Linked DNA regions of Mus musculus: region 2 is linked to region 1. Evidence: chromatin contacts called from public Hi-C data. All regions are on one chromosome and are shown on one strand. Each heading gives the region's core, a stretch centred on a gene start, on an enhancer-like site or on the middle of the called end of the contact. The rest is flanking DNA. Distances are from core to core; before and after follow the strand shown. Region 1 overlaps Nfib (nuclear factor I/B). Region 2 overlaps Gm11266 (predicted gene 11266).

The links. Hi-C and Micro-C count contacts between places; a contact is called where the count stands out from the background.
Region 2: a Hi-C map of uterus shows a contact between it and region 1, with 1.9 times the contacts expected there. The contact joins two enhancer-like sites. A contact is called at or near these places in 8 of 484 Hi-C or Micro-C datasets (the 3T3-L1 cell line, 3T3-L1-derived adipocytes, adipose-derived mesenchymal stem cells and 3 more), 3 of 115 datasets of contacts at active chromatin or transcription factors (embryonic stem cells, heart atrium and intestinal villus epithelium) and 1 of 9 other capture datasets (embryonic stem cells).

What each region holds. Positions count from the first base shown.
Region 1 is chr4:82,444,825-82,449,311 of GRCm38.p6, forward strand. The region is part of intron 2 of Nfib (nuclear factor I/B); the gene reads right to left. Among named protein-coding and RNA genes, the nearest start is that of Nfib, 59 kb to the right of the region's middle. Within about 2 kb of position 2,672, at least 115 of the 459 cell types and tissues checked have an H3K27ac peak or open chromatin away from gene starts, as enhancers often do. A contact at or near this core is called in heart atrium, where this site is marked.
Region 2 is chr4:82,539,122-82,543,479 of GRCm38.p6, forward strand. All of the region lies in intron 1 of Gm11266 (predicted gene 11266), which reads left to right. Among named protein-coding and RNA genes, the nearest start is that of Gm11266, 33 kb to the left of the region's middle. Within about 2 kb of position 3,005, at least 38 of the 459 cell types and tissues checked have an H3K27ac peak or open chromatin away from gene starts, as enhancers often do. A contact at or near this core is called in heart atrium, where this site is marked.

The DNA of each region.
Region 1 (4,487 bases), core at 1,422-3,921:
AATGACCACAATGATCAGCCAAGCCAAACTACCTGGAAGAGGCAGAGTCCAGCCTAGCTGTCTAGCAGAGGCTCAGACTACCTAGGCCTGAAAAAGACATTCTCCAGCCTGACAAACTACTTGGTTCCAGTTTTTTTTTTGTGTGTGTGTGTGTGTGAGAAATCACCCAGAGTGGTGTGGGCTTTGGTGATGTCAGTGTCTTTCCGTCATTTTTGTTCCCCAAAGTTACACCTCACACACACTCCTGGAAGTACACCCAATAAAACTCAGTGGATCACCAAATGGAACTTTGGTGGTATTCATTTTGGTCTGCTGTTGATTCTCTATCTGAGGTATGCAGCAATTTGTTATGTCTTCCTGGAAATAGTACCACCAACAACTTACTAACAGAAGTCCTAGCTTTACCACAGACTTCTAAGGAAATTAGGAAGGAAGGAAGGAAGGAAGGAAGGAAGGAAGGAAGGAAGGAAGAAGGAAGGGAGGGAGGGAAGGAAGGAAGCCTGAACTACTTTCCTCAGAAAACCTTACCAGCCATCTAGACATTTCTGCCTTGCCTTGAGCCCAGAGTGCCGACTGCCATGGCACAGATATCAACTCTAAGACAAGGTGGCCAAAGGCATGTAGTGGCTCTCCCCACTCCTTAGTGACTGCAAAGAAGTGATTCCATTTCACCAGATGCCAGCCTCCTATTTCATAAAAGGAGGATTTAAATGCTTATCTCATAGGATTACTCTGAAGGTCCAAAATAAAAACATACGTGTCCCATGGCATGTCATACTGTCTAAGGTACTCTGTGAGCCTGAATGTCATCTCATTACCAATTTCACTCCTGCTAAAGTAAAAAGTAGCATCTTGATAAACTGTAATCCTTTTCATCTATAGTGGATCTGGTTAGTTGGTTTGCCTGTTAAGGTGTTGTTTGGATAAAGTCCACTACTTTCTTGTAATCAAAAGTAAGAATTTCCCTCTGGGGAGATGTATTTGTTGACTCACTCCAAGCACCTAGTTTGCATGTCCTGGGTTCGTCTTCTACTCTCAGAACAGGAGACCAGGTGCTACCAATGAAGGACCCATCATTTAGAGATTGGTTCAGAAGTAACCAATGACAGGTACCCTAGACAACTTGACTGGAACTACGGGGAAAGAGAACATGTAACCTCCCAGGTTACTCAGCTGATAGTTTACAACCATGAAGCTTGACCCCCAGTAAGAAGAGTGAGTGAGAGGGAAGGTAACAATAGGGATAGCATAAATTGAGAGCCAAAGAAGCACTGGCAATGGCAGCAGAGAAAGCGCTGGCTTTACAGTACTCAGTGCCCAAGGGTAAGCTGGACATTAAATCACATCCAAGGGAGACGCCTTTCTCAGTTCTCCCTGCTTAGCTTCAATCTCTGACACCTAGAATTAACAAATAACCCAATGCCAGCAAAACCAAAACAAAACAAAACTGATACCTTTCAATGTCTAAACAGCACCTGAAATACACAGAGGGAAATAAAGGAAGTTAGAATAAGCCAAAGGCAGCATTTTTCCAGGAAACTTCAGTGGATTGTTATATGCTTCAAAAATGATGTTAGCTCAGAGAAAAAACTATGCAGGTGTTTGTGTTAGTGCCCGGCATTATTTAGGCTCTATTTGGCTTTGCAATGTTCTGGTAAACTAACTCTGAAATCCACTGACAAGACATCACGCCTGCTGTAGTCAACCTGCTCCCAGGGGAGTGGTACCAGTCACCTGTAAGAGCTTCTGTTGAAAAGAGAATATATGTCTTAGAAAAAACTTCCTACAAAAAACAAGAGTGAACATGCCACGTTTGCTGAATTACACCACGTAAGACGTGCAACCCCAGGAACAGGACTTTATTTGATGCACGTAGAGAACAGGATAAAGGTTACTACAAAATCACCTCTTTTCTAGTAAAAAGCCTATCAATCCGTGGGGAATTCTGCCTGATCAAGAAGAATCTGCTTCTCTGGACTTATGGTAACTGACTACAAATACTTCTTTGCTGAGATATAATACTTATCACAGGATTTGGACGAGAGAATATGAATGTGTTTATAAAATCATGAACAAATATTAAATGCCAAAGCTTTCCAAAGTTTTCTTGCAGGTGATATCTATTCCCTAGGTATGCCTGAGGTGTAGCGCATGACATTTAAGGTGATTAAAGATTATAGCATTTTGTTTAAAAGCAACAAATTAGAAACTTCAAGGAAAACCAGTCTACTGGCATTCCTTTGAAATCTGCATATAAAGGGCTCTATGGGGTGTTTTTCCTCGCCGTTGGGTGTATGTTGTGTAAGAGAGGAATTCCTGGTACAGTGGTTGCAGGAGGAATTAGAATCTTGCCTCCAAAGTTTTATCTAACTGCATGCCAACACATAAGGAGAGGCATGATGTATGTGTCGTAGCTAAAGAGTTAATCATTAGCAACTCTGCTAAAAAATCCTAATGGCAAACTGCCCATCATTCTTTTAGACGGAGCTTGTCAGAAAAAAAAAAAAACGGGAGCAGCTTGTCCAGCTCTGCAGTCAACTGATTACTAGTGAACTCAATGGGGCTCCCAGCCAACCCCTGAGATTGCTGCCAGCCCCTTGGGTATTCAAAGGCTAAGTTCCAATGTGGTCTACTTTGCCAGGATCACGTGATGTCGGTGCTATTTTCTCCTGACCAGAATAACCAGTCAGTCAGGCTGCTGGGAGTGCTATCAGTGAGCTGTGCAGCACTTCACTAGTAGAGGTCACAGACACACCAGGGCACCACTCTTTCCACGACCCAAGGGCCCAGGGACTCCAGGGGAGCTCAGCTAATCCCTATGTGTCTGTTCCAGAGACCCATGTCCTGCCCATGCAGCCAGCACACAAAATCTGCCCAGAAGACAAGGGAGTACAGGAGCTCACTGGGCAGGGTAGAGCTTGAGAGGTCCAACCTTTGCAAATACCCAGCTGGGTAGGAAAATAAATAGAAGCAGGCCTGGATTTTTGTTTCTGTTGCATTACTAGAGAATTAATAGGAAGCTCCATGAATTCGGTGGGATTCAGACACCTTCATCAGCATATGCCCACATTCCTTGCATGGTAGTTAAGATACCAGTTCATTTTTGCACTTATCAGTATGTTTTGTCAGTTGCTACATGATTTACAAGGGTGCATACACTCTGTTTTTAAAACTGTGGTTTTGAAAACTAGTAATCCTTATCGCTTAGTGAGAGAAACTATTTCACTCCCTAACGCACAATACAGAGAATTAAAAATACGACCTACTTTGTAATCTTTCTTCTCCTAGGAGAAGCATAAAAAAATCTCCCAGGACTGCAAGAGGCAGGCGTAGTAGGAGCTCCCCACTGCCCACATCCTGAGTCCATGGCTCAGTAATCTAAAAGACTTTTCAACATTGCTCTCAAGTATTTCTGATTTTCTTTTCTAATTTTTAGTTACATGGGTTTTGTTTGTTTGTTTGTTTGTTGTTTATTCTGTGCAGTGTGGAGAAGTACACGTGGACATCAGGAGACAATTTGGGGGAGTCAGTTCTCTCCTTCTACCACAAAGGCTCTGCCTTTTTACCTGCTTGCTAAAAGGGGTTGCACTTATGAGTGACTCTTGCCTTCGATAAATTCAGGTAAACTGGTATAAGAAGTAAACCTGTCAAGAAATTTGCAAAGTAAGAAAAGCCCAGAGAAGGAGGGAGGGAGGGAGGGAGGGAGGGAGGGAGGGAGGGAGGGAGGGAGGGGGAGGGGGAGGGGGAGGGGGAGGGGGAGGGGTAGTTCTGGAAGGAAGAGAGAACCCACCAGAGCACAAAGCAGGCAGGAAGGTAAGGTGAGTTTCCAGAAAAGCACACCAAGAGAAAGCTGTATTTTTTTTTAATCAATGCTTCATAATTTTCATTCATTACACTTATGAAAAAGTTTAAACAGATTCACTACAACTACAAAGTCAATGTCATCACCGTTATTCAGTCTAATCAGGTGCTATAGTTTGCTCTTCCTGATGGTGATAACTCATCTTTGACTATTCAACTTATCTTTTGTCCCGGCCTTTTCTTTCCATTGTAGATACACTGTATCTTACCTCTAGCATAACATCTGTGATGCTCTACCAAATGTCTGAAAGAAAGAAGCTTGCAGGATGCCAGTCCTTTGGTGCAAAGGGACTAAACCACTGTCACCAATTAGATAATAGCTGGATAATTTGACAGTCCTCAAAGTGATTGTTTCAAGAAATGCTGGAAACATGCAGAGGGAAACGGTTGAGGTTCATTTCTGAGTAGGGTAAGAAGCTCTACTGCAGAGGAGACAGCTTTTCATGGGAAATGTTGATCCTCTGACAGTGAGGAATAACGCACAAGCCAAGTTGAGAGATAATCTAAGAACTAGTGGGAGAGTGGGAAGTGCCCTCAGTGCCTCGCTGAATTCATGAAGGAATACAGATTTCTCCCAGCAGCATGCAAGGCCCCTCTACAAGGTAACACTAGTTTATGTCTCTAAA
Region 2 (4,358 bases), core at 1,755-4,254, 95 kb after region 1:
ATACTGTGCTACCGTTATTCTAGATGCCCTAAGAGCTGCAAGTAATGCTGGTAGTAGGGACTTTAGAGGAAGATGCAATTCTAACAGGCATTGCCCACATAATTCAAAGACAGGGAACTCTCTCTCCTTCCTTCCTTCCTTCCTTCCTTCCTTCCTTTCTTCCTTCCTTCCTTCCTTCCTTCACACACACACACACACACACACACACACACACACACACACACACACAGAGAGAGAGAGAGAGAGAGAGAGAGAGAGAGAGAGAGAGAGAGAGAGAGAGATTGAGATTGTGTTTTTGGTGCTGACTGTGACTGGGGATTAAGGGTTCCTTTTGGGTGTGGGTGAAACTGATTTCTACTCTGCCCAATGGCCTTGGGAAAGGGCTTCCCATCTGCTATAAACACCCCTCCTTACAATGTCAGAAAATCTGCCCACAAATATTGGCACCAAGCTGCCGTGACAGGCGGTGCTGCTTTAAATAGGAGGAAGGCAAACGACCCGGGCAGGCAAAAAGAAAGTCACAACCTTCCCAATGATCAGGCTACCTGCCTTCAGCCCCCTAAAGTCCAAAGGCAGAGACCTAGAAATTCTTCTTTCTAGAGGAGAGCAGAGTGTCTCAGCTGGATCCCAGACCTCTGTTCGATTTTAGAAACCATGTGTAGTACACATGCAGATGGGTCCCTGAAGACCAGTTGTTAAAGGGAAGCAAGGTAAGAGTCTGGTTTATCCTTAGCCACCTATCCCCCGTGTGCTTGTTCAGATAAAGGGGTCCAGTGGAAGAAATTTGAGAGGCGTTTAGCTCATCTCTTATGAGCAGTAGGTTCCTTTTGTTTTGTTTAAAGCCAGAGGGGAGCGTTTGATTAGGGAAGGTCTGCTGGGTTCAGTCCTGGATCCTAAGACAGGATTCACCCTAGGGAATTGAGGTGCTAGCTGTCACTTTTCCCTGGATGACCCAACCTTCAGTTATGCCCCTTCTGTTCCACTGAGGGCATTCTTCATCTCTGGAGATGGTTTGTGTGGATAGCTGCACCCATGAAACATCCGAAGGCCTTTCCCACCTCCCCTCAAAGATGATGACTTGTTTAAGGTCCAAGGCTCAGAAGTCATCAGCTCCCTAACATTCTGTACTTGTCCTGGAGACTGCTCCTTTGTCTCTGATTGGCCCCTCTCGGCACAGCCTGCAGGGCAGTTTCTCCTAGGAAGCATTCTATCTGCTAAGCCCAAGCTTGAGAGGCAATCCTCCTGCAAAGTGTGGCTAAATTGTAGACAGCATCTCAGGAAATTTTGGGTGAGGAACAGATCATCTTGGCTTCCGCACAGTTTTCTAAACCCAACTCTGTATTGTCATTTTGAAGAAACTGAGGCACGGGGGGGGGTGGGGGTGGGGGGGAGGGGTAGGGGGCAGATTTGACCCAAGGATGTGGGAGGAGCTGAGAGCAGGGCCTGGAGCAGCCTCAGAACATCTTGAGTTTGGAGTTCATTTGCTCAATTTGAAGGAGGTACAGAAGCTGACAATGAGCTACTGTTTAGTGGGTATCAACTGTGTGCCAGAGCACGTGCCATCTAGACATGTTACATAAGTCATCTTCCTAGCAGCTCTGACGAGTCTCATTAGCCCCAGCAAAATGTAAAAGATATAATAGGAAGACAGGCATAAATCAAATTTCTTCAAGTAATATAAAAACATAAACTGAAAGTGAAAGCCTTCAGCTTCACTCTTCCTCCCAAAATACCACCTATAGTTTTCATCTCAGTGGCCGAGTATATACCTGACAAATGCTATCATCTTTCTATGAGTCGAAGAGAAATGCTCTCAAGTAAACACAACATGGCTGCCTGTCTCCAGGCTCAGCCCTTCCCATTGCTCTCTGTGAACTAATAAGATGTATGTGAAATTTGTGAGTGAAACATTGTGATCAAAAAAGTTACAAGACGAGAGTTGATAGCAGCTTTTTGTTTTCTTTCTTTCTTTTTTTCTTTCTGTCCTGTTCAGGAGCCAAAATTGCTACATGTTTTCAGACACTGAGACCATATTAATTATCTGTAATAATTGTATACGTCCTAGGCCTTGTAATTGTATAAACTGTTCCTCTCCAAGCTTCATGACCAAGACCCTAAGGCTGCCTCCATCCTGTGGTAGCCAGGGCTGGGGAATGCCCATTAAGCTATGGCTTTCCTTGACTATCTCTTAGAGTTGTTGGGAGACTTCAATGAGAGATAAGAAAAGGGGCTGTGCAAATTTAAATCCTCTTTCTATAAATGTAATTGCTTTTTTTCTAAGATGTCTTTAGGATCCTCTATGCAGATGGAACAATGGAAAATTGTGTTTTTGTTTTTGTTTTAGGGGGAGCTGTCTCTCTCTTAGAACTGGCTATTCAGACCAGACTGGGCTCAGACTCACAGAGATCTGCTTGTCTCTGCCTCCTGAGTGCTGAGGTTAAAGGTTGAGCTGCCACATACAGCAAATTTGGGGACTTTGCAGAAGGCTGTGCTTTTGGTGGTTGGTGGTTACAGGAGATGCTCATTTATCTGTGGGAACAGGAGTGCAGGGTATCTCATATGGGAAGACGTTAGCATGTGTGGAGTAGATTTCTTCCTGCTGAAGTTGGTTAGGGCACAGAGAGATATAGGTACACTGTATTGAGTGGGTGACCGAGAGTAGCAGAGGTGTGTCCCCCACCCCCCAGATGCTTAGGCCTGTCCCTTTGGTAAGTATTTACTACCAAAAGCTAGTCACAGACTGTTGGGGACACATGCCTGTAAGAGGGTAACAGTTTCCCAGGAACAATTCTTTCATTTATTACGTTTCTTTTGTGAGTAGAAAGAATGAATATGTGCCTTTTCTCACGTGATGCTCATTTTGTCCTGATTTAAAAATTTTTTTTGCTTTGCATCTTTCTTTTGGATCATGATGAGAAGTGACAATAGGCCACTGGTAGGGTCTCCTAGGCTTAGCAGAGACACAGCCATGGGAAGGCCGCTAGTCCTTCCTGCTAAAGCCTGCAGCATGCACACAAGACTGTTTGGAGAATCTGGTGGCCTCTAGGAAGGAAGGAGATGAGATGAAGAAGCCTGGGGATTCAGCTGGTTCCAAGAAATGTGTAAGTAGAGGAAAATCGAGTTTCTTAAGACCAGCAAGGCTTCAGAGCCTGTCTCAAGGCTCTGAAGGACACCAGGACAAAGGATACTGCGCCCTCTGGTGTTAGATTCATATCGGATTCCAGAGAGCTGTGTGGAGACCAGCAGCCAGGAGCTTCCTAAACCAACCACAGAAAAGTTTCTTTTGTTTGCTAAGCACCTTGGAGTGGAATTTGACCTTCCTTTCTCAATTCTGCAGTCCAAGTAGAGACTGCTCTAGAGAGAGCTGTGTGCTGCATGCGGGCTACTGTATTTTATTTGGTTTTCTTTGCATAAAATTTAGGCTAGCAGGACAAAGCTTGTTTAAAAGCAAACCCTTTTGGTTGGTCTGCAAACAATAATTCTGCCTTGTGGGTGATGATCTGGTTTGAGGGGAACCATTTAAAATTTCAGAACCCCTTATTCCTTCTCTTAAAAGTAAAGAGTTTTGAATAAGATGTTCAAGGGCTCCCTTAAGCTCCAGGGTTGAATAACTGGTACACTGAGCCATCTTTTCTCGGAGCCCTGCAAATGGAATTTGTTAATTTCTTTGCAGGTGCAGGCACATTTTAGCATCCAAAGTTTCCTGATTCTGAGCAAAGATTTTCTAAAAGCGCAAAAAATATATCTCTTTTCAGCTCAGAAGCCCCTCACCCTCCAGTCTCAAGTGAAAACCCAGCTAGGAAGCTGGAGAGTGAGCGAGCACCACTCAGTCTCTGCTATTTCTTTTAAAAATAAAGTACTAAGTGTTGTGCTGGAAATTCTGCTCAGTGTCGCATGTGGTAGGTGTGAATACATGCTTTAATTGTTCTAGGCACTAGACCAAAAACTTCTCCAGAATTAGCAGGGTTTTCAGCTATAATCTGGCTAACATTTTTCTGCAAATAGGTATGAAGACCAGACTGAGTTGCCATCAACAATTACAGCTATTCCTCATCTAGTCAGGTGATCAGCCCCGGGGAAGAATTATGGCGCCACTGAGAGTTTTCCACTCCTCAAACCTGTATGTCTTGTCTCTGACGTGAGCAGTCGGTTATGCCTCCAGGCGGCCCCTTCCTTCTGCACTGCCTTTCAACTGTTATCTCTGTGCAATGGGCACAGTTTATTATTATTATCATCACTACTAGGGATCTCATGATTGCCCCGTAAAGAATACTTGAGCAGCAGCCTTAGTTCTGTAGCTATGAAGAGAAAGGGTGCAGTTGTTGTCCCGTATGAGATGGGGTCTGGAGGAGCCGGTC